Regions from separate parts of the Mus musculus genome. Here all the other regions are linked to region 1. The links are chromatin contacts, called in public promoter capture Hi-C maps. All regions are on one chromosome and are shown on one strand. The core of a region is the stretch at or near the end of the contact, and the rest is flanking DNA. Distances in the headings are between cores, read along the strand shown.

Region 1 (5,765 bases), core at 2,441-4,940:
GTGGGGCCAGGGTCAGACGGCAGATCCAAGTCAGATTAGAGCAGAGCAGAGACACAGGGACCAGTCTCAGCCAAGTGTCTGGCGACAGAGCAGAGGCAGAGATGAGGAAGATGGCTGAGGCAGACACAAGCTCCCTCCCCCAGAGCACCTCCATGCTCAGGCCCTGACAGGACTCACCTGAGGCTTCGGAAGCTCCCTCCCTCTGCCTGCCCAGAGGTCCGTTCCTCAGGGAAGTCCCAGGAAGCTGCTTCGATTCCTTCCTCTTCCTCTTCGCCAGCTTCACCACATAACTGCCTGGCCAGAAGAGGCACAAGTCCCAGGGCCTGTAACTTGCCCAAGGCCCCAGTATCATAAAGGAAGCCTACAAGAGCAGCCACAACACGTGGGTGCCAGGCACTGGCACCGGGGTCCTGCAGCAGACCCATCAGCAGCTCCAAACCACCGGCATCCCGAAGCCGAGCCCGGTTGATGGCTTCCCGGCATAAGAGGCACACAGCTCGCACTAGGGGCTGCTGAGTAGCTGAGCTGCTCCCACCGGGACTCCGTCGCCGCCTAAGCTCACCTAGTAACACCTCCACGCCACCTGCATTGCCCAGTGCAGGCCGCACCAGGCCCTGAGCACACAGGTTGGCGAGGATCAGGATGGCTGCCTCACGTATTGCCCGTTTAGGGTGAGAAGCCAGGCTGACAAGGGGGCCCAGTGCCCCACCCAGACTTAGCTGCTCAGCACAGGCCCGGGAACAGCCTCGGCTGAGTTCCAAGAGAGCACGGACTAGGGCCGCAGTCAGTGCAGGGTCTGGGGCGGTAGCCAGGAGCTCAGCCAGTGGCCGCACTGCTCCTTGCTGTGCCAGGGCTAGACGGTGCTGGGGTGAGTCTGCCAAGTTGCGGAGGGCACGAACTATGCTCTGTAGGCACTGTGAGTCCTGGCAGGCGGTAAGGCTCTCAACAAGAAAGGGAACAGCACCTAAAAGGAGAAGAGGAAGATACGTAATGAGCAAGGGTAGACATCCAAGCCCTACAGCGAATCTCTGCCTGGCCCACTCCCACAGCCTCTCACCAGCAGAGTGGATGTCCCTGCAGCTCTCAGGCTCCATGGCTAAGTTCCCCAGGGCACGCGCTGTCCGGTTCTGGATGCTGTCTGTCTTCACACACTGAAGAATGGTCACTGCAAGGACAGTTTGTCTGCTTGAGGGCTCTACTGTTTGTTTGTTTCTAATCAACCAAAGCAAGAATGTGGCAAACGTTTGGGGATATAAGTCAGAGGCAGAGTACTTGTCTAGCTTGTACCAAACCCTGAGCCAAGCCCCAACATCTCAAGGAGAGAGTGGGGAGGGAGGGAGAGGAAAGAGAGGTGAGGGTTAGAGAAGGTCTTCAGAAGATGCTAAAAGAGGAGCAAGAGCTGGAGGACTGACTGAATGGATATTTGCCCGAGGGATGGTAAATGGTTTGCAGCAGCTTTTCCAAATGCCCCAGGGTAAAAGTGTCTGTGCTATGATTTCACAAAGCCCCTCAAATGCCTGTCCAAGGAGTCAAAATATAAATGTGAAGGCCACAGAAGCCACCAAAGGGCTTTAAGGGGAATGACAAGATACACTCCGGCAACTGCGGTGGGAGGGTATTACCAGAGAAAGGAATATGTCAGGAAGAGCGGCTGAAGTGGTCATGTAGTCCAGGTAACTTGGCTTGAACCAAGTTAACTTTTATCCCTGCCAATCAAAAGGCAATACGGCCCAGCACAGCAGGCAAGGTTAGAGAGAACTTGGCATTCCATCAAGCCTACTGTCAAACACATTACTTGCAATCTATGCAAGTTTAAATATAAAAATGCTTCACTTTAAAAATTAAGATTTTTGTCAAAATTGAGATACAGGACAGGCAATGATGCAACTTTGTTCCCATCATCACCATAAGGAGGCGCCAAATCACCCGGTACACAGAAAGGCTGATCCTCTGCTGGAATTTGTTTCCTGTGTTTAAGTACCCACTTATGCTTGGAGTCTGGGCACTGTACATTTGAATTTCATTTTCTACTCAACTTCAATCCTGTCGGGTAGCTATTGTTATTACACAAAGAATTCTTGCTTTGGAGGGGTTGGGTGATTTGCTTGGTATGTCTGACTTTTAAACTCACTTTCTAACTTTTAAAACTACACTTTCTGGCCTCCTGCTCTTCCATGTGAAGCCTTGCACAGGGACGGGTACTGTCCCCGAGAAGCACCAAAAACAAAGTATAAGCCACTTGCTCAAAAGTGAGGCAGGAGTCAGTATCTACTTCTGGTCTGGGCAGGTCCAGGTCTAATTTATGGAGAGAGCAGTGACGTCACATAGCATCACACCTGAGGAGATGAGTGGCGCTGCACCATCACAAAGCATGTACTCAGAGGCCTGGCATAATGGAAGGGCAGCGCAGATACTGTGGGTTGGAACCTTTCTAAGAAATGGGGGCGGAGCACTTACCCAAAGGGAGAATGCCTCCAAGTCTCCGCACTTCGGCCCGGCACGCCCCTTCTGTACAGCAGTTGGCTAGAATGCTGAGCGCCAAATCCAGCGTCTTGCGCAGGCGCATTGGCAACGAAGGCGTCAAGAGCGACTCGGCAGCGGGGGCGTGGCCAGGGGTAGAACCAGCTGACGCAACCGACGAAGGGGCGGAGCCAGAGGCTGCTTGGGACGGGGCGGGGCCCGCAGCAGCCGTTCGGCGGAGCAGGGCGAGAAGGGGGCGGAGCCCGCCGCGTGCCCGGAAGCGCTCAATCCCCTCTGCCGCCTTGATGTGGCGCGTGCGAAGAGCTAAGAGCGCGCGGCCCAGGGGTGTCTCGTTGGTAGCTGGGTCCTTTCCCCCACCTGGCCCCTCCCCGGCCGCCGCCGTGAGCTGCGCGAGGCAAAACGAGAGCGAGTCCGTAAGGGCCGGTCTCGCAGCCGCCATCTTGGCCCGGGCCTCAGGCTCCGCCCCGCGTCTCGCCGGTACTCTGAGAGAGCGGAACTGGAAGAGGGGGGCGTGGCCAGGCTGCTCCTCGGAATAGCGCCGCCGCAGTTATCTTGCGAGTCGGAAGTTCAAGTTCTAGATTCTGGAACTCCGGTACTTGCACAGTCGCAGAAGACATGGCGAGAATGGTATTTATCTGTGGGAAAGTAAGAGGCGCGTGCGGTGCATGCTGGGATATGTAGTCGGCGCCAAGCTTAGTGCAGTTTAAGTGGGTGAGAAACTCCTCCCGGGGCCGAAGAGTGAACTGTTGCTCCTAGGATCAGACGCCCCGCGGTGGAGTCTTAGTGCTGTCCTGTGCTCCCCAACGTGACTTAGCCACTTCGCTCCCGGTACGTCCTTGTCGGCGACGTTCAGACTTGATTGGCAACCCTCAAAGCGCGGTGATCAATGGCTCCGAAAGCCGGACTGACAGACTCGCAGAACCCCAAGCCGTTTCAAAAGTGCTAAGTTCCCGACAGAAAGGTCTCGCCAAGCGAATGAAAGAGTTAAACCTACCGGGAAAGTTCGCTGCCACTTCCTAGAGTCTCTCGGGCTTGGGGACCTTTCCGTTTCCGGTACCGGCCTCCAAGCCTCCAGTGCCCCGTTCTCCAACTGTGCTGATGAGTTAAACGGGTGGCATTTAGGAAACCGAGCGCTTTTCGGCCGCAATGGAACTTGCGGCTCCAGAAGTGACCAGGGAGAATCTAGATGGGGCTAAGCTGCTGGAGAACCGGACGTCAAAATTCCCGGGAGCCCCCAGGTCGCCCCTGGATCGCGAGACCGCGCTACATGAGCGCCCCCTCCTGGCGCGGCCGGAACAACCAGCCCCCGTGGAAAAAATGCTGGACCAGCAGTACTTATGTAGGTCAGGCTCTGGCCCCAAGGAAGAAACCTTTGTCAAGACCAGTGATCCTGCAGTCCCCAAAGCTTTCAAGTGTAGGGATTGTGGGTTGGCTGTACCCAGTCTCTCTGATCTCATTCACCATCAAAGCAGCCATGGGTGTGACCGCCCTTACAGCTGTCCAGAGTGTGACAAAAGCTTCCGGCGTGGCTCAGATCTGGTTAAGCATTACCGAGTTCACAGTGGTGAAAAACCATACCCCTGCCCAGAATGTGGCCGTTGCTTCAGCCTCAGCTCTAATCTCACTAAACACCGTCGTTCTCACTCAGGTCTCCGGCCGCACAAGTGCATGGAGTGCGGAGAGGCCTTTGGTCGCAGTGCAGACCTAGCAAAACACCAGCGGGTGCACACTGGGGAAAAGCCCTATGCGTGTGCTGAGTGTGGAAAGACTTTCAGGGTTAGCTCCAACCTGATCCAGCACCAGCGAACTCACACTGGTGAGAAACCCTACCGCTGTGGCCTCTGTGGCAAGAGTTTCAGCCTGAGCTCTAACCTTTTACAGCACCAGCGCTGTCACACAGGCGAGAAACCCTACTTCTGTGCCTGGTGCGGAGACAGCTTTGGGCGAAGTTCCTATCTGCTAGAACACCAGCGTTCACACACGGGTGAGAAGCCCTACAATTGCTGTGAGTGTGGCAAGAACTTCACCAACAGCTCAAACTGCCTACGGCACCAGCGCACTCACAATGGAGAACCGCCCTTCAGGTGTCTTGAATGTGGTCGTGGCTTTAGTGAGATCACCATGTTCACTGAACACCAGCGCATCCACTTGAGCAAATGACCTTTCCAGAATGTGGCAAAAATCTCACACCACAGTTCCATCAATGTTCACACATGGGCAAGAAACCCTAGAAGTTTCCTGATTGCAGCTAGTATTTTTGTGGACACCAGCCTATGCACACAAGCAAAGGCCTTTCATTTGCAGGTTTGTCAAGAGCTGCAGTCAGATTTCCCACTTGCTCTTCTACCAGGTGACCCACATGAGCAAGAAGACCTCCATCTGCCCCTTAATAAGGCAAGCCTTTGCCCATAACGCTTAGCCTTGTCTAACATCAATGGGTGTTCCAAGATGAGAGTTTCTGCAGTTATCCCTGGCTTCAATGAAGGGACCAGAGTGTTGTTAGTTTTTTTTTTTTTTTTTTTCTTTTTTTCTACGTCCCGAAGGTGACTTAACTAAGGGCCACTAATGGGGTTCACAAATGGCATCTGGGTTGAGCCACAGGCTAGACGAACAGCACTAGAGCTGTGTCTGCCTTCAGAGAAACAAGATTTAAACACACACACATGCACACACAAAAGTCCTGTTTTCTGAGATTTCATTCAGAATCTCCATTAGCTAGACAAAAGTTTTTAGATGCCCAAAACCACATAGCTCCTGCCCCAGCTGCAGATAGGCTAACCATGACAAAAGCAACAACTCCTTTTTCTCTGGAGGAAGAGGATTACAAACCAGGCAAAGTCCATGTGAGGACTACAGTAGCCAGAGGTTGGAGGAGGACCAAAGGGGATGATCAAAGGCTATGTCTTGGCAAAAGGACCGGAGAATTTGACCTTGGGATTGTTACATAAACTCTGGGTGTAAGAAACCATTTGAGGAACTCTTCACCACTCATTAACTCTCTCTACTGCTTACACTAGGGTGCTAGAGGTTGAGGTAGAAACAAAGAAATAGATGTTGAGTTCAGGATACTTTATGGTATTTCTAGGCAGGGGCAAAGGCCCAAGATTTGTCATCTCGTTCTTTTCTAGTCTTCAGTCCCTTCCCTTGAAAATCCCCCTGCCCCCCTCACGCCCTTTCCTTCCTCCATCAGTGGAAGAATAGTGAAAACTTCTGGACTTTGGAGATTCAGTGTGGCCTTTCTGTCTGATATAGAGGAGGTTGCCCACACAAATGTATTTCTACTG
Region 2 (5,765 bases), core at 1,098-3,597, 2.0 Mb after region 1:
TACTCAATGGGGAGCCGCGGCAGGTTAACAAAGAGTGAAAGTCTTCCTGCCAGTCCCCTTCTGGCCTCATAATGGCTCTTTCTGCTCACAGTCATTTGAACTTCTCTCCAGCCTCTGCTTCTACTTTCTTGCCTGTGGAGTATGTGACTAAGCCCCGGGCTCCAACCCACTGCACAAAATAAACTTCCAAGGTGGCTAGGACACACCTTAAATGCTCCTGACAGTCTGGCTTCAATCTGTACCCACCAAGCTGGCTGCAGATATGTAGTTCACTCTCATTCTCTCTGGGAAGTGCCACAGGCTTGATCAAGGTCACCTCATCTTCAGGGCAACTGGCTTTCGCACATCCTCTCCTGGGGGGAGGGGGGGTGGCTGCCTTGACTGTCCTTGAGTCTGCAGGGGGGATCTGCAAGAGTGCTGACCCAGGCTACATCTGTACTCATGGGGCAAAGCCAGCATCAGAGAGGAGTCCAGGCAGTAGTGATGGGAAGGTATCAGCTGCTCAGGTCTGATCTGGGGAATCAGGTGTCACAGGGACAAGGGGTCAAGGGTTGGGCAGCTGGTCCTGACATGGTCTGGACAAACAAAACAGCCCAAGGATCTGAAGCCTGATCATCAGGAAAAGATGAGGGGAAGCCCCAAACTCCAGGGCTGGAGCTTCAGACACGGTAGATGTTGCAATGAATGGATAAATAAACGAACAAAGAAACTTCTATAGGGCTCTGTGTTCTGAATCCTGCCTTCCCCAGCCTGTCTGCTCACCTCCTACCTGACTTTACACCTGTCTGTGGAAGGCTGAAAAAAACCTTCCTGCCCTTTCTCGGGGTACAACGCACCCAAGATCTTCCGGCATTCCCTGGGTCCTGGGGTTTAGGACATTTGTTGAGGCCCTCTTGATTGTAGATGCTTTGGAAAGCTTAAGCAAGAATCCAGACTCACTCCTGCATCGTAGAGGACACAGTGTCCCAGTCCCGGACTTGGCCCTAGGTGTTCCCCGGGTCAGAAAAAGGGAAAACACTCAGGTTTGCTGTCCTTGGGACTTAGAGGGGCAGAAAGGTGCTCTGACCCGAAATGGTTTCTTCATTCAGGGTACCTCCCTCCCCCAAACTAGCTGTTCACTGAGAGGGCTTGTCCTCTCCCTGTTCTGCAGGGAGCACAAAGAGGGACTGGATAAAGAGCCCCACTGAGACCTGAGCTGGGGTCTCAGAGTCAGAAAATAAGAGACTCATCCTCTCAAACACGCCCCTTCCCTGCCCTCTCAGACAAAGGCACACACCCAAAGCCCCAGCTGTCACCCAGAGCTGCAGAATGCAGGCACCTCTCACCTTTGGGCGCCCCAAATTTTCTCTTTCCTGTGGGGAGGGTGGGTGTCACTTAAGAACTCAGCTTGGTCTTTGGGAGATGATAGTTACGTGTCTTTATTCTTCAAAGGACCTAAGGTCTAAGGCTCCAGGCTATTCCGGGGAGACTCTCCACCTTCTAACCCCTCTCCAGGGCGTCGCAACTCCTCTCTCCCGGGGTCCGAAGCTGTGCCCAAATCTCAGGGTTGGGGTGGAAGGTGGGGGAAGGGAGAGGAGGAGGGGGCGGCTCCTCCAAGCGAGACACAAAGAGACGTCCTTCAGCCTCGGCTCCATGGCGACGCTGAGGAGGGGGAGCGCGCACTCTGGACTTCCTTCCCCACCTGCAGGACTCTAGGGACCTCGGTACCACTCACCTGCCGCCCCTCACCTGGGTCCCACTTACCTGGGCTGGGGCCGCGGGGACGCCGCGGCAGGGGGCCTGGGCGCCGTGTCGATCTTCGTCTGCCCGGCCCGAGAGGGGCTCAGGGCACCACTACCACCATGAGCCGGGACGCTGAAGGCGTCGCAAGGGGCTTGGTCGCCCGGGTCCCGAGGCTTTGGGGTGCCCGCGGCTTCTCGTTAGCAAGAGGATCTTGCTGTCCTAGGTTTGGGGTCCCTGTGTGCCGGAGTAGCGGATTAGGGAGGCTAGCGCCCCAAGCCTGGGTCTCTCTGTGTCTTGAGGTGTGCGGTTGTAGCAAGCAGATCTTGGGGGGCCCGGGTTGGATCGGTCGCTGCGTCCCAGCAGCCGCGTGCGAGGATGGAGGTCACCGCTCAGCCGCTGGGGGGTTCGGGCGCCGCCGCTGCGAGCAGCCCGGCCCTGCGGGCTCCTGCCCCGGCCTGGCGCGGGCTGAGGCTGCGGCTCCGGCTGAGGCTCCCGCTCCGCCCGGCACTCGGGCTCCAGCGCCGGTGCCCGCCCGGGCTGCGCTCCATCGCGGCCTCGCGGCTCCGCCTCCCGCCGGCGCGTACCTGCCCGCCCGCCGCTCCGCCCTCCGCCTCGCGCGCCGCCGCACGCGCCTTTGTCCGCCGCGCCGGGTGCGCGCTCCGCGCACGCGCACTCCCGCCGCGCCCTCCCGCCAGGCGCCACGGGCCTGGACCTCCCCACCGCCGCGGGAGCCGCACGATGCCCCGCCCGCTTTCCGGCCACGCGGGGTCCTAAGGCCCGCCGGTCATTGGCATAAGCTTCTTTTTCTAGGTCAGAGCCCAGGAGGGGGCCAGAACGAGGTTAGAGAGGGCTCGGGGGAGTCACAGAGGGTCACCTGGTCCAGCTGCTTGGTCCCCGAGGGGCTAGACTGTCCCAGACTATTCCAGCCTGTGCTTGTGGGGCGGAGCCTGGATCTGTTTCAAAGAAGAAAAATAAATCCGAGCTCTCCTATTCAGAATGCACTCGCTCATTCAACTACCGGTCCATCTGTTCACCCGCCTGTCTGCCCATTCATCCTTCCACCTATCCATTCGATTTCCAGGGGACCTCATAAGACTACTAGGCTACTCAGAGACCTGGGGTCTGTGGGGCCGTGCAGGGTTCAGGCAGAACTTTCGAGCTCTGCTGTAGGGAGACCGCGAAGTAAGTTTAAGGAAAAGCTGGGATTAAAGGTGTATAGCAGAACGGAAGAAGGGGGTGGGGGGTTCCTGGCTGAAGCAGCAGCTGTGCAAAGCCACCCGGGTGTGAAGAGCTTTGTTCATTAACCGGAAATTGTAGCCTGGATGCAGGTGGGGCGATCGAGCAGAGATGGCGACAGAGTGGGAACAACGAACGCATCCTTCCAGAGGCCCAGTCTCCCATGCAGCATACTATTTTATTCATAGAAAAAGCCCCCGACGCACCCAAAATCTCTCCTCCTTTTAATCTCTGATCAGATTGTTTTCTCAAATTAGCATCCTCTTCCAACCACTCCAGCTGCTGGTAGAACTTTTAGAGCTGGTTATTGCAAACTCAGGTAGCCTTAGGTGGAGCTGGGAAGACGGCTTATTAAGTAAAGTGCTTGCCAGGCAAGCATGAGGGACTTGAGTTCCTCCAGTGCCATGACACCTGTAGTTCCAGCCCTGGGAAGGCAGAAACAGGTGGATCCCAGGGACCAGCCTGATCTGATCCGTGAGTTCCAGTGAAAGACCCAGTCTCTGAATAAATAAATAAGTACGGGAGGGGAGAAGGGGAACCAAGCGAGATGCTGCTAAAGACCAGGGTTCAGGCCCCCAGGACTCAGCTATGGCTGGGCAGGTGTAGCAGCCTAGAATCCCAGCATTTAGGAGGCAGACAGGATCCCCAGAGCAAGCTGACTAGCAAGACTAGCCGAATGAGTCAGCTCTAGGTTCAAGTGAGAAACCATGCCTCAATTTGTAAAATAGAGAACAAGAGAATCAACCTCCGTCTGCACATGCACACACATGCATGTGCACCCCACATACATGCAAACACACACATATGCATGCATACCACGCACCCACAAAAAGTTAAATGAGCTGGGGAGGGATTGAAGAATACACCTGATAATGTCAACTTCTGCCCTCTACACACACACACACACACCTAAGTTGAATAAACTACAGACAGGAACTAGAAATGTGGCTCAGTCTTGGCATAGGGAAGACCCTGGACTCAGTCCCCAGAACTGGACGAAGAAACGAAGAAACAAACACCCAAAGCTGATGCGCAGACTTCTGCTTGGCAGCCCACACTACTGCTACTGCTACTTGTAATCCTAGCCCACCTTCCTCCCACTTTTACTGAAAGTTAGTTTTCTGGAAACCAGGTCCTTTGTGGGCACCAGCTCTGTTGAGAACAATGTCTCTTAGGTTGCATTCCTAATGAGCTTGCCAAGCATCCCCTGTCCCCTCCAGGGTAAAGCTTACGCTGTATTGTGGTGTGAAGGAAAATGGCCTCCATAAGTTCTTAGAGAGTGGCACTGTTAGGAGCTGTTACCTTGTTGGAGGAAAGTGTGTCATTGGGGGTAGGCTTTGAAGTTTCAAATGCTCAAGCTAAGCCCAGGGTCACTCTCTCTTCTTGCTGCTTGAGGAAATGGGTATAGAACTCTCAGCTACCTCTTCAGCGCTCTGTCTGCCTGTCTGCTTCCATGCTTCCCGCCATGATATTGGGTTAAACCTCTGAACTGTAAGCCAGTCCCAACTAAATGTTTTCTTATAAGAGTGTCTGTGGTCACGGTGTCTGTTCACAGCAACAGAAATCCAAAGATGCCCTGTGCTGCAGGCTGTCAGCATCTAGTGCCTGCTTGCCACACCAGTCCAGGGAATCTCTCTTCTCCACTCAGCCTTGGCATCAGCAAGCTCTTCTGGAACATCAACTTCTTGCTTTTCCACATCTTTGTACATTTGGTTCCTTCCGTCCATAACACCAACCTTGTCTGCTAATTTCCACACAAGTTATCCTCTAAAACAATTCTGTAGCTGCCTGCTCTCTTCCACTTCATCCCAGCCTCCCTGCCTTTCCCCCGCCCCTTCCAAAATGAGGTATTGGTGCTTCAAACAAGCAACTTGGCAGGGCTGGGGGTGTCTGTGTGAGTGACTGGGTGTAAGAGCAGGAGACTGGAAGAGAAAGGGTATCTTCTTGTGTCTTATAACGGAGTCCCCAGACACTGGAGCTGAGAGTACATCCTCATTCAGGGAAACAGGCCTTGACATGTTCTTGGCCATGGTTGTTGCTATAGCCGGCTCTTAAATGTCTCCCAAGGGCATATATCAAGAGCTTGGTCCTTGCACTGGAGAGATGGCTCAGTGGTTAAAAGGACTGGCTGCTCTTCCAGAGGTCCCAGTTCACAACGGTCTGTAACTTCGGTTCCAGGAGATCTGGTGCCCTCCTTTGACCTTCTAGAGCACCGAGCATGCATGCAAGTAATGCACAGATATACACACAGGCAACAACCTCATAAAGGAAGATAAAATAATTAAAAATACCTTTTAAAACAACAAGGAAAGCTTGGGCCTCAAGCTTCGTGCTATTGAATGGTGATGGGAACCTTTAAAAGGTGGGGCGTGGTGGGATGTTTCAGGTAATTTGAGGACTTGCTCTCAAAAAGAATTGTGGGACACTTTTTTCTCCTTTTGTTCCTGGCCATGTTATAAACAGGCTTTCTCTGCCACAAGGTCCCCCCATGGGGCGCTGCCTTGCCACTGGCCCCACATCAACAGGGTCAAACAAATGGTTAAAGCCTCTAAAACCTTGGGCCAAAACACAGCTTTCTTTTCTATAAGTCTCTTGTCACAGGTGTTTTGTTACAGCGTTCCCCAGTTCAAGGCTTCCTCCTGCAAAAACTCCCTTGATTCCTCAGTTGGGGCTTTGATTATCCACAAAGCAATTACAAAAAGGTTGCTACAACGAATTGTGGGGAATCCCTTCCCAGTTGCCCTCTCAGCAACTGATTCCCATAGGCCAAGCACTCTTGCAGGCAACACATATTCTCCTTAAACGCA
Region 3 (5,765 bases), core at 1,475-3,974, 1.7 Mb after region 1:
CGGGAAAGGAATCCATGATCGATGCCAGTGGAGCAGGTTCCTCACTGGCTTAATCAGACTCCTAGATTCAAGGTCTTCATAAATATCCAGTTTAGCTGAGGCCGGGAGGGTGAAAAGATATATTCCAGTGGCCGAGGGACTCAAGAGTAACCAGGGTCCAGAAGAGCCTTCGGACTCTCTTGGGAGGTCTCTCTCTCTAGGGCTCTAGGCCCTGTCACTGTGGCTTTGGCTGGCTCAGTCGGGCTTGCAGCTCCTGCATCATGCCAGGATGAGCAAAGCCAAACCTGTAGAAGGAACAGATCCATAAGAGCTCTGGGAGGTGGACCCCAGCTTCCCGCAGCCTCCTCACCATCCCAAGCATAGCGCCCCTGTGCCTACCCACGCCCCAGCATTTTTCTTCTGGCTGGCACTGGAGTCCCCTCGGGCTTTGTGGCACTTAGCTCTGGAGTTTCCTCTAGCTGAAGAGAGGATTGCTCAGGGACCGGCCGCTCCGCCTGGGGTTGGGGGCTGGGAGGGTCACACTGTGGCTCAGGAACAGAGATTCGATGGAAAGAGGGCCTCGAGCGCCGCCGTGAGGAGCTTCGAGAGAGGAGCACACGACTCCGAGGGACAGAGACATCCAGGCGGGACCCAGGGAGCAGGGCCTGCAGGATAAGGGACATAGAGGACTGTGGAGAACTGACTTCCAGATTCTGCCTGTCCCTCTCGGGGCCCTGCTGAAGCCCTCACCTCATTCCAGTTGCTGTGAACATCCCCTGGGGCACCTGCCGTGGCCTCAGCCGATTCCAAGGGCCCAGGCACAGCTACTGTGGGGATTTGGTGTGTCTGCTGCCCCTCCTGGTCTGAAGAGTCGTCCAGCGTTTGGATCTCGCCCTCTGAGTTGTGGACCTTCTGCTCTCGCGACTGCCCTCCCCCAGCCTCTTCTTCCAACAGCATCTGATCTCTTAGGAGCCCCTCAGTCTCCATGGGGGTTATGGACCCCTCTGCTCTCTCTGCCTGGGAGCCTAAAGTCACACCATCCGTCCCCCTTATGTCTTCTGCCATTACAGATGTCTCCATCTCTGCCTGCTCCCCCTCTTCAGTCCCATCAATTTCTTGGATATCATAGCCAGACACCTTCTCTGCTGAGCCCACCAAGCCAACTTCCTGTCCACTTTGCTTCTCTGTAGTCTCCTCCAGCTCCGTGCCTCTCCCAGCCTCCCCTCTGCCCTCGGAACACCAGGCTTTCCCAAGCTCTGTTTCTGGAGCCAACCCAGCTTCCCATTTTGGCCCTTCCTCGGTATCCACGGCCCTGATACCCACAATAATCTCCTCAGCCAAATAACTGGTCTCTGTGTCCTCACTGTCTTGCAGGCTCAGAGTCACCTCCTCCAGCCTCCTCTTCCTGCAAGTTCCATCTGCCTCCCAAGGCACTACAGCCTCCTCCTCAGCAGCCTCGTTTTCTGTGGGCTTGGATTCCTCCACTGACTCTTCTGTCCCCGCCTCTGCTCCTTGGCTTCCCTCCAGCTCCGGGTTAAGTGCTACGGAGGTCAGTGCCTCCTCTCCTCCTGACCCGAAGACCTCTGGCTGTTGGGCCTCCTGGCCTCCTTCAGCCCGGATCTCCACTGCCTGCTCGGTTGCAGTCTGTTCCTTGCCTGCTTCAGCATCTGCTTTTACCTCCTGGCTATTTCTGCGGTCCACACCCCTACTCCAGTTTCCCCAGGCTTCTAGCTCAGGGCCTGCAAACCCCACAGGCCCAGGATATTCCTTCAAGCTTAGCACCCGCTCTGGGCTCAGGTCTGGAGCTCCACTAGTCTCTTCCTGACCCTTCTGTCCTTCCTCAAGTTGTTTAGTTAAAGCCTGGGAATGTCTCACCAGCTCAGGGTCCTGTCCTTCAGTGACCTTTACTCTCAATACCTCTGGTGTCATCTGGGCGGCTTCACTCCTCTCTCCCACAAACAACTCCTCAGTGCTGACTTCTGGAGAGTCTTCCCAGTCAGGTTCATCTTTAGCCTCCGTGTCTAGGACTAGCGTAGGCTCTGTGGCCCAGGAGTTCCTTTTCTCCCTGGAGGATTCTTCTGCCCGTACCTCTTCTTCTAGACTCACTCCATTATCCCTGATGGCTAAGTCTTGCCTCTCCTCATCCTCAAAGCTGCCCTCTGTTTCCTGTTCTCCCATAGCCTCCTCTTCAGCTATGTGGCCTTCAGTCATCTCTCCAGTTCTCTCAGCCTCCAGGGTCTGGATCGGAAACCTAACTTCAGCCTCTCTCTTCTCGTCGACCTCATCCTGCTGGTCTCCCTTGTCAGCCTCTTCTAGGACCCAGACTCTCCCAGTAGTTCCTGGGAAGTTGTCTCCTGGGTCTGACCCGTATTCTGTTCCCTGAACTCCTAGGCTATCAGCCCCCTCCCTGTCTGAGACTGTCCAGGCCTCTCTACTCAACATGGCCTGGTCCTCAGACTCGGCCCCGGGGCATTGTGTCCCCTGTGCCCTTGCCCTTTCACCATCCCTCATTGGGACCATCCTCTCCTCTTCCTTGTCAATCCCTTTGGCACCAAACCATTCGATTTCTGCAACCATGTCTTTGGCCACCCAGTCTATCTCTTTGCTGTCCTCTGTCACATGCTGCCCCTCAGTGCCAGCATTCCCCCCAGGCTCGCTGTGCCAGGTTGGCTGTGACTCCACCCCCTCGGCCATCCCTGACTCTGCTGCTCTGACCACCTCCTCCTCTTCTTCCTTCTGTTCACAGGTTCTCAGAGGCTCCCCACTGCTTGCTTCCTCTTCACCGTGCTCCCAGATCTCCTGGGCTGTATTACTGCTCCTGTCTCTGTGAGTCCCAGGCTCTGCCTCAGGCTTCAGTGGGACACTTGGCTCCTGGCCCCTGGCATCCTCAGCTGCCTTCCAGGACCCAGTGTCCTGCCTTTCTGCTTGGGGCCTTGCAGAGCTATCTGCTCTCCACCCCCAGGTCTGTTCACCAGCTAAACTTCCTTCTTGGCATCTTCTAGTCTCTTCGGGTGCTTCTACCCCCTCACTCTGGCCACTTCTAAGTCCCTCCAGTACCTCCTGGGCTTCCTCTCCTACAACCTTCCCCTCAGTCACCTCTCCCAGTTCCTCAGCTGCCTGTGTCTGCCTCTCTACTGTGGGGACTGTGTCTCCTACGAGGTAGGACACAAACGCACTGAAGGAGTCCTAGAAGAGAAGAAAGAAGAGTGAAGGCACTCAGGGGAGGTCTAACCACTTCCCCAGGAGTACACTGTTAACAAAGCCCAGGTAAGAATCAGGGATCTGGACGTCTGCTAAGGGACCCCGACAAGGCCTAGCTTGAATAAGTGGGTACACTTGTAGAGGCAGGAGATTGAAACCCAGGAAGGACTGGGCTAGGAGTCTGGCTGACTGTAGGAAAGGGAGCTCAGGCTTCAGGAGAGGCTGTAAGGGAGAGGAAAGGTGAGACTACGAGGAATGGTGGAAGTTTCGGGTATCTCTCTGCCCCTCTCACCAGTGCTCCCCTCAAAGCCTGATGTAGCCCAGGGAGACGAAGCCGGAGAAAATCCATCCTGCAGGTCTCTGTGTGTCCAGAAAGCTCACAATGACCATCCGTCCCCACCCACGAAGTCCTCCCCAGCACCCAAGACACTTCCTCTTCCCCTGACTCTCCCTGACAAATCTCCACCCCAGGCCCTGTGCACCTCCCCCCTGCTCATGGATGACTTCATGACAGGCAGGGGGATGGCTTAACAGTGTCCAGGTGACTCAGACTCGGGTGCACATCTGGAACTAAAGGGCAGAGGATCGGGCCAGAAAGGGGAAAGGGAAAAAAAAAGTGGAAACAGGAGACCTCAGAATTGGGTATGGGGGAGGGGGCATTCGGCAAGTGCAGCCTGAGTGACTCAGGTCTTGTATTCGCACCTCAGCCATTTCCGCCTCCTCCAAGCCACAGCCTTCAGTGAGAGGAAGCTAGGGTTTGTGGTTCCTGATTTATTTGGGGGAGAAGCTGTAGAAGTGAGGATAAGGCCACTGGAAGTTCTGGGTTCCCATTTTCAACGCCATTAAGATTTTTCTGGGGATGAAAGGTCTGGATTGGTGCTCAATGCCCACACCCTCACCTATGGTTATTCTTGTACTGTGGTCATGTGTCCTCACAGCTTACTGTGAGTTCCTTAAGGACAGAGGCTGCAGAATTTCTAGAGACTCGTTTGGGTAGGAGGATCCTTTTTCTCACTGTTTGAGTGATCTAGGAAGAACACCACAGGAGGGCATATTTCAAACGGCAAATCTTAATGACAGGTGGTTGAAAAGACCCGGGAGAAGTGGGCAGAGGCTGCTGGAATCCATAGCAGAGGAATAGGCTTGATGAAGAATGGTCAAGATGCTGCCCTGCCATCGAGTGGAAGGTAAGGGAAGGACTCCTTATTTGGAACTGTGAGGTGACACATTCCAACTATCCTCTCAGCCTCATTCTCCTAACTTCCAATTAGGACAAACGGCTGACATCACAGACCAGGAAAAACACCCATAGCAGCTTTCTCAGTGAACTTAGCACCTTTGCTCTATTTCTTACTGCTGAGTCTCTGAAGTCAGCTAAAAGTCTAGCCTCTGTTGCACAGTGGGGCGGAGGGACCTTGGTTTTCTCTTGTAAAACCAGGGGTTGGACAACTTTCGTGGTATTTGTTGTTCTAGGATAGTAAGGCAAAGGGGATTTAACCGTAACATCGTGAATATTGCCACAGATAATTCATAGAATGCTGTTTTGTGGGTGTTTATTTTTAATCGATCTACTCTCAGCTACTTCCCAGATGCTTATTATAGGTCTTTACAATAGGTCTGTAAGGACAACAGATAACACTTGAGGCTGGTCGCCTTTGCGCTCAAGCAGAACTTGTCCTTGGGACGTTGGGTGGGGTAGTGGGACATCCGCAGCAAAGTAGCCATAATTGTTTCAGGCAAGTAAGAGCTGCAGGAAAGAAGCTGAAGCCTTCCGCGCCATGACTAGTACTGGCAGATTTGGTCGGCGTCTAGAGCGCCGCTTTTCATGGCTCTACTTGTGGCTCCCTTCGACTCCAATTCAAAATCAGTGCTTCCAGCGTTCTCTCGAACTCTCCTTCTTTTATTCTCCGAAGTTTGAGAAGTCCAAAGGCGAAAAAGAGAAAAAAGGACCCGGAAGTAAGAAGCAACCCTCAAGCACGTGATGGAAGGCTCACGGGTACTGTCACGTGACCCCCAACCTGCTCGTCTACCTTGCGGAGAGTTCAGCTGCTCTTAAAGGTACAGGCCTGGGGGCGGGGGCTTTGCTTTAGAGGGGCAGGGGGCGGGGTCAGGCGGGTGGGGCGTGGGTGAACACGAGCTGGAGATCTGGGGATCCTTCGACGGACATGTCGTGTATAGCAGACAGCGGAACCTGGGACTGACCGCGGGGCATTGATCCTTCGCACCCACCTGTCCCAGACTTTAATCTGTTTTCTTGAAGCTAGCTCGGAACACACGCTGACTTTGGGCCCTTTGGGGGACCCGAACTCAATGTTATGGGAAGTTCTGCGGGCTCGTGGAGGCGCCTTGAGGATTCTGAGAGTGAGTGCTCTCATCGGTTGCCTTGGGAATGACCACCTCTGCCCGCGGCTCTCCCGAGGAGTTGGGATGCTGGCCCTGCCCCCTCAACACCATGCGGGATAGGCGGGGCCTTCGTGTACCCGAGTGAGTGGGGGGTCATGCTTTCTCTACCTCCCAGGGGAGGAGACCGACTCAGAGCCCCAGGCCCCTCGGTTGGATAGTCGGAGTGTCCTTTGGAAGAATGC
Region 4 (5,765 bases), core at 1,851-4,350, 1.3 Mb after region 1:
CTTGTGACTCTCACTGCCTCGCACCACAGAACTTGGGGAGAAAAGCATGGGACTTCATGAGCGTTCACTGAGCGGAGGAACTGGTGTGAAGCTGAAAATTATATCTTGTGCAAAATCATACAGTTCCCTAGGTGAGGCAGAGCCAGGACTGAATGCCCTATACAAAGCACCCATACGTCTTCCCCCATTTGGAACCCTAAATTATTCAGCCAGGCCCATGCTAGAAATTGCTCACACCACCTATAAAAATGACAAGCCCACTCAGAGACACAGGGATTACCCAGGGGCTTAAGGACAGCGGCATGCAGGGATATGCCTATAACTTCAGGAGTCAGGAGGCTGACGTAGGAAGACTGTCATGAATTTGAGGCCTACATGAGCACATACTAAATTCTAAGCAAGCCTTGGTCTACTGTCTCAAGGAGAGAGGAAAAAGAAACCACCCACAAGCCTGAAGCCATCCCAGTCCCCGCCCCACTGTAATGCCTTCCACTCACCAGCACCCCAAGCATCAATCAAAGCAAACAAACCTGTGCAGATGCAGCCAGTGACTGGCCACGTCCAAGCTCATGCTGAGCTGGAAGAGAAGGGTGGCTCGTGGGTAGAGCAGGGCCAGGTTGACCAAGAGACACATGGTGGCGCAACGGTCCGTCAGCATGTCGAGCATGGCCCCAAACCGGGTTCCTGAAAAATGATGACTACTAAGTGGAAAGGGACTGTTTGGCATAGTGGACCTGTGACAGGTACCCGCTCTGGCCTATCACTCCAGGCTGACAATAAAAGGAGTTTGAAAGTGCCTACCATCTACTGCCAGAGAAGGAAAGATGGTGAGGCCAGAAGGGCATGGGTTATGAGGACAAGAAATGAGAAGGCATGGGGCTATGGCAAGAAAGAGGTATTGGAATGGGGAAACTCTATCTTCAACTCCTCTAACCCAAAACCAGGCCCCAAAGAAAGGCAAGCAGACCCAAAGTCTCAGAGGCAATTTTAGAAGTGGGTCTGGGGAACTCGATTACAAAATTAAGTCAGAGCTCCAAACATCATCTGCTTTCCTCCCACCGGGCACCAACCTCTCTTCCAGAATCCCGAATGTTTGTGCCTAGCAACTACCTAGTAAACACCTGTTGAATGGAACTTTGTTATTTACTTACATTTTTAAAAGTTTATTTATCTTCTATGGTCTCAGTGTCTATCAGCGTATATATATATATATACACACACACACACACACACATATATATATATAGCCTGAAGAGGACATTGATTCCTTGGAACTGGTGGTTGTAAGCCATCATGTTGGTTCTGGGAATCAAATCTAGGTCCTCTAGAAGAACAGTAAGCATTCTTTCGGTTTTGTTGTTGTTGTTTGTTTTGTTTGCTTTGTTTGTTTGTTTTTGAGACAGGGTTTCTCTGTATAGCCCTGGCTGTCCTGGAACTCACTTTGTAGACCAGGCTGGCCTCAAACTCAGAAATCTGCCTGCCTCTGCCTCCCAAGTGCTGGGATTAAAGGCGTGCGCCACCACCGCCAGGCAGCAGTAAGCAGTCTTAACCTCTGAGAACAAACTTAGCCTTCAGCCCCAATCACTTATTTTTGCAGGATTTTACTGTGTAGTCCTGGCTCACGTGGTACTCAATATGACTTCTGACTTGGAGCAATCTACCTACCTTATCAGTGCTGGCATTACAAGCATGAGCCATTATGCCACACCCGAATGGAATTCCATGCTCACAGCTATGCAGGGTCTAGGTCTTCCACACCCATCCCAAACAGAGATCAATCATCAAGAGCAAGCTTATATCCTAGGCAGCTCTCAACGAGGTTCTGAGAAAGCAGGGAAAGGACAGAGGATGTTGGGACCCCAGTTAGTGCTGGTGGTGGTAAAGTTCTGTCACCTTGATTAAGGGCTCGAGCTGCGTGTCCATCGAAAGCGTCTAGGAGTCCGCTGAGTAGATAGAAGGAGGAGGCCGTGAAGGGGCAGCAGGGCATAAAGTAGAAGGAAATGATGGCGAAGACAATCCGGGCATAACCTTGGGATGGGATGGGAGAGGTACAGGGTGTGATTGGGGAGCCAGCTTAGGGTTTCTCGCGCCCCTCCCCACCCCCACCCCGCTGGTTTTGGGGCCGCAGGCAGCACTCACCGATAAGGTTAGGCACGAACAGGAAGATATTTTCCTCTGGCATCTTGGCGGCTCCCCTTGTCGTCTCGGCCCAGGTCTGGAGGGGCAAGGTCTTGGTACCAGCCTTACCAGCGTGGTCTCACCTTTCAGCTCCGGGCATCAGCCGCTCCACCTGAGCCCTGGGCCCAGTTCCCCCGGGCAATCCCAGCTGTTAGAGCCCGCAGGGCGCCGGGGTGCGGGACACCCCTGGGCACAGCTCACGCACACCTGGCCTTCCGATGGGCAGGAGCTGACGTCTCCAGCAGCGGGCTCCGCAGCTCCGCTGCGCCTGGCTTCTGGAGCCTACTCTTCTGTCCGGGACGTTAAGAACATCGGAAGAAGGAGAGAGCGGCTTTTAAATATAAATAAATTAATTAAATAAATAATGGCTGAGGTCCCTTTAAGGCCGGCCTGCTTCCTTTTCCTGCCGGGGCCCCTAGGCTTCGGCTCGTACCAACGCACAGGGGAGGGGAGAGACTCGAGAGCCAGCCGCAAAGGAAGAAACTGGAAAGGGAGCAGCAGAAGAGACCTGAGAGGGAATCTGCATTTTGCATTTCACAGAGGGCGTAAACTCCTGGAGGCAACCGTAAGGCGTAGAGATTACTCCGTCCCGAGTCTGCGCCTCCCCAAGAGATTGGGTGACTTAGTACAGCCCACATCGCTTCCCCGCCCGCGACGCTTGCGATCCTCGTCGCTCTCCGGGACCCAGGCTGGGAAGAGGTGGCTAGAGAGGCTCCGAGCATGCCTGCCGCTTGCTTCTAGCGCCGCCCTGGTGGTGGGAGGATTAGAGCCCAAGTTCCACCCTAACGCCTTTCCATCTCCTAAATGCCTTGATATAACTCTGGGGTCACCGCCTCCAAGAAGGAATCAGGAGAGCCAGTATGGCACACTAGGACATTGTCCTTAGTTCTAGAACCTCTAGTCTCCTAGCAACGGAACCATAGAACTTCCGTAAACATTTAGGTCTTTATAGCAATCCGGAGCAGCACTTCCCTGGCTCTCCCTCTTCCCAACCTTCTTTCCCGGACTCCCAATCCCCTGAGGCCCATCATAGGGTCCCCTTAGAACTTTCCGTCCCCCCTCCTGCCGAGTACCCTAAGATTTCAACCAATTAGCCGGGTCGGGGACTGCATGTTGGCTGTCTTGCCTAAGGAAGTGCCTTGGCAGAAAAGGAGGAAGAAGGGCTCTGGAGGGAATAGGGAAGGGAGTTGTTCTGAGAGCCCCTCCCTTCAACTTAGTAGGCAAAACAACCAATTTTTTCAAGGACAGAACTGAGTCAGTAGGATGTTTGAGCTATAGTTATGGACTAAATAAATCTGGGGCCCCGGGAGTGGAGTGAGGCGGAATCTGAGGGGGTGTGGGTTGGCTTCTCAGTCTAACAAAAACTTCGTTTCCAGGAGGATGGCATCCACATCTGCCAGGAGTGGGGACAAAAAGGACATCAGGTCATCTCAAGCTGCCGCCTCCTTAGGTGGAGGGCAGGTAAACGACAATGGAAAAGTGAAGGAGATGGGAAGAGCCAGGCAGGGAGCCCTGTCTGAGCCATGAGCCTTGAGCCTTAGCCTTGAGCCTTAACCCTAAGGCCCCACAGACAGCTTTCCAGGTCTAGGGCCTTCTAATACCAGTTTCCCAAGCCAGAGCCTGCAGCCTGGAAGACACCAGACCAATGGGAATTTGCAGACTGAATTCTAACTTCCTTTTCAGAAATTATCCTGCTCTGAAGAATTCCTGACCCGAATCAGCACAGAACTTACAGACGAAGCACTGTTTATTGCTCGCTCCCGTTTGAGTCCTCTGCCCAATAAGGAAAAGAACACAAAAGACCAAGGGACTCAGATATCTAGACATGGTGAACGCTCTCCTTCTTCATCTAGAGACCAGTCCCTGACTCACTCCCAACCATAGCTGCTCTCCCCAGGAATCTTCTGCCTCCTTGCCCATCCTAGGCACAGTGCCCCTTAACTTCTAACTCATTCATTGTCACTACCCAGGAACCCCCTTGTCCCTACCTGCTCTAGCCACAACTCTTCTAAACATGGGGAAAGTTGTTCCTTTAACTGGGGCCTCTAATTCCAGTGTTCTTCACTAAGACCCGAGGCACTGACACCCGGTGAGTGAGGCTCTGTCCTTCTCCCAGGAGCCTGTGGGGAGAGAGCAAGGGTTGACAGCATCCCAGCAGGGTAGGGGGAAGTTTTCAACCATGAAGTTCTATTCTATTCCCTCCTGATGCTCCAGTTCCTGATTCTCAGCCTATTCTGTTGTCTTCTGTCATCTCCAGCTCTGACAAAAATCGAACCCGAACCAAGGCACACCTTCTGCCATCTCCTCGTGAAAAGGTTTGTATGAGGTTATTCAATTCCAACATTTCCAGCTTCCCCTGTGTGCCGTTCCATGTGTTAGGAGTTAGATGATTGGGGGGACAGAATGCACGGTAGAGACTCAGCCCTATAAGAATTCAGGGGGTTGTTTGTTTGTTTGTTTTTGTTTGTTTGAGGTAGTGTCTCCCTATGTAGCATGGTTGCCCTGGAATTTGCCATGTAGACCAGCCTGGCCTTGACATCACAAAGATAAACCTGCCTCTGCCTCCCCAGTACTAGGATTAAAGGTGCTCACCACCATGTCCAGCAGAATTCAGTTTAGAATGAGACCAGGACAAATTAATGGTCAGTGACAACACAATATGGAATGGTGCCTACCTAAGAAGAGAAAACAATAAGACTATTTTTACCCCATCCTCATCTGGGCTAGGAAGGAAAGGCATCATAGAGCTTCCTGAAGAAGGAAACACCTAAAGAAAAAAATTTTCTAGGGAAACAGCTCTAAGTATTCTAAGCAGTAGGGATTGTATGGGCCAAGGTACAGAGGTATGTTAGTCAGGGAGGTTGTGAGTAGCTGGTATGCTCTAGGACCTGCCAGGCATGGTGGCATATGCCTTTAAGCTCAGCATTCTGGAGACAGAGCTGGGTGTACAAGTTTGAGGTCAACTTGATCTGGAGAGTGAGTTCCAGGACAGCCAAGGCTACACAGAGAAACCCTGTCTCAAACAGAAATTTAGAAAGTATATATACATAATAAAAGAGGCTGGAGAGATATGGCTCAGCAGTTTAGAGCATTTGTTGGTTTTCCTGAGGACCCAGATTCGATTCCTAGCACCCACAGGTAATGGCTCACAATGGTCAATCCATAACTCCAGTTCCAGGGGCATCAGATACCCTCTTCTGGTCTCCACAGGCCCCAGGCACACAAGTGGTACACAGACCTATAACACCAATACACATAAATTTAAAAATATACAAAAAGCGTGATGTGGCAGTACATGCCTTTAATTTCAGCTTCAGGAGGTAGAGACAGGTTGACCTCTGTGAGTTCCAGGCCAGCCTGGTTTACAGAGGGAGTTTTAACTCAGCTAGAGCTATCTATATACTACCCTATAGGTAGACAAGTAAATAAATATTTAAAATAAAAAGCAAACAAACATTAGATAGGAAGGGATGAGTGAACTGAAGGAGTAGTTGGCAGATGGGAACATGATGAGTGGATATGTTAGCTCAGCATGTGCTAATCACTTGCTGTATGCACTGTCCTGGAGTGCAGCTCTGAGCAAAGTA

Evidence for each region. Promoter capture Hi-C pulls out the DNA fragments that hold promoters and counts their contacts. Capture Hi-C pulls out chosen DNA fragments and counts their contacts.
Region 2: a contact with region 1 is called in a promoter capture Hi-C map of adipose tissue, with 3 times the contacts expected there. The contact joins the promoter of Sbk1 here to the promoter of Armc5 in region 1. A contact is called at or near these places in 3 of 39 promoter capture datasets (liver and neutrophils) and 1 of 9 other capture datasets (adipose tissue).
Region 3: a contact with region 1 is called in a promoter capture Hi-C map of adipose tissue, with 3 times the contacts expected there. The contact joins the promoter of Cln3 here to the promoter of Armc5 in region 1. A contact is called at or near these places in 3 of 39 promoter capture datasets (liver, neutrophils and pre-B cells) and 1 of 9 other capture datasets (adipose tissue).
Region 4: a promoter capture Hi-C map of liver shows a contact between it and region 1, with 3 times the contacts expected there. The contact joins the promoter of Cdiptos here to the promoter of Armc5 in region 1. A contact is called at or near these places in 2 of 39 promoter capture datasets (liver and pre-B cells).

What each region holds. Positions count from the first base shown.
Region 1 is chr7:128,235,282-128,241,046 of GRCm38.p6, reverse strand. It overlaps Armc5 (armadillo repeat containing 5), which reads right to left and starts at 3,690. Exons shown (of 6, transcript NM_146205.2): 1 at 2,458-3,690; 2 at 1,058-1,165; 3 at 178-964. The coding sequence starts at 2,920. It overlaps 9130023H24Rik (RIKEN cDNA 9130023H24 gene), which reads left to right and starts at 3,016. Exons shown (of 1, transcript NM_177001.3): 1 at 3,016-5,765. The coding sequence starts at 3,628. The coding sequence ends at 4,641.
Region 2 is chr7:126,269,078-126,274,842 of GRCm38.p6, reverse strand. It overlaps Sbk1 (SH3-binding kinase 1), which reads right to left and starts at 2,347. Exons shown (of 4, transcript NM_145587.3): 1 at 1,744-2,347.
Region 3 is chr7:126,582,776-126,588,540 of GRCm38.p6, reverse strand. It overlaps Cln3 (ceroid lipofuscinosis, neuronal 3, juvenile (Batten, Spielmeyer-Vogt disease)), which reads left to right and starts at 2,724. Exons shown (of 18, transcript NM_001146311.2): 1 at 2,724-3,246; 2 at 4,261-4,367; 3 at 5,094-5,238; 4 at 5,445-5,541; 5 at 5,699-5,765. The coding sequence starts at 5,496. It overlaps Apobr (apolipoprotein B receptor), which reads right to left and starts at 3,533. Exons shown (of 4, transcript NM_138310.1): 1 at 3,473-3,533; 2 at 730-3,165; 3 at 379-644; 4 at 1-284. The coding sequence starts at 3,529. The coding sequence ends at 215.
Region 4 is chr7:126,973,181-126,978,945 of GRCm38.p6, reverse strand. Cdiptos (CDIP transferase, opposite strand) reads left to right here and starts at 3,100. Exons shown (of 6, transcript NM_001362232.1): 1 at 3,100-3,120; 2 at 3,555-3,639; 3 at 3,862-4,006; 4 at 4,234-4,267; 5 at 4,436-4,493. The coding sequence starts at 3,559. It overlaps Cdipt (CDP-diacylglycerol--inositol 3-phosphatidyltransferase (phosphatidylinositol synthase)), which reads right to left and starts at 2,488. Exons shown (of 6, transcript NM_026638.4): 1 at 2,140-2,488; 2 at 1,894-2,028; 3 at 531-684; 4 at 1-31. The coding sequence starts at 2,182.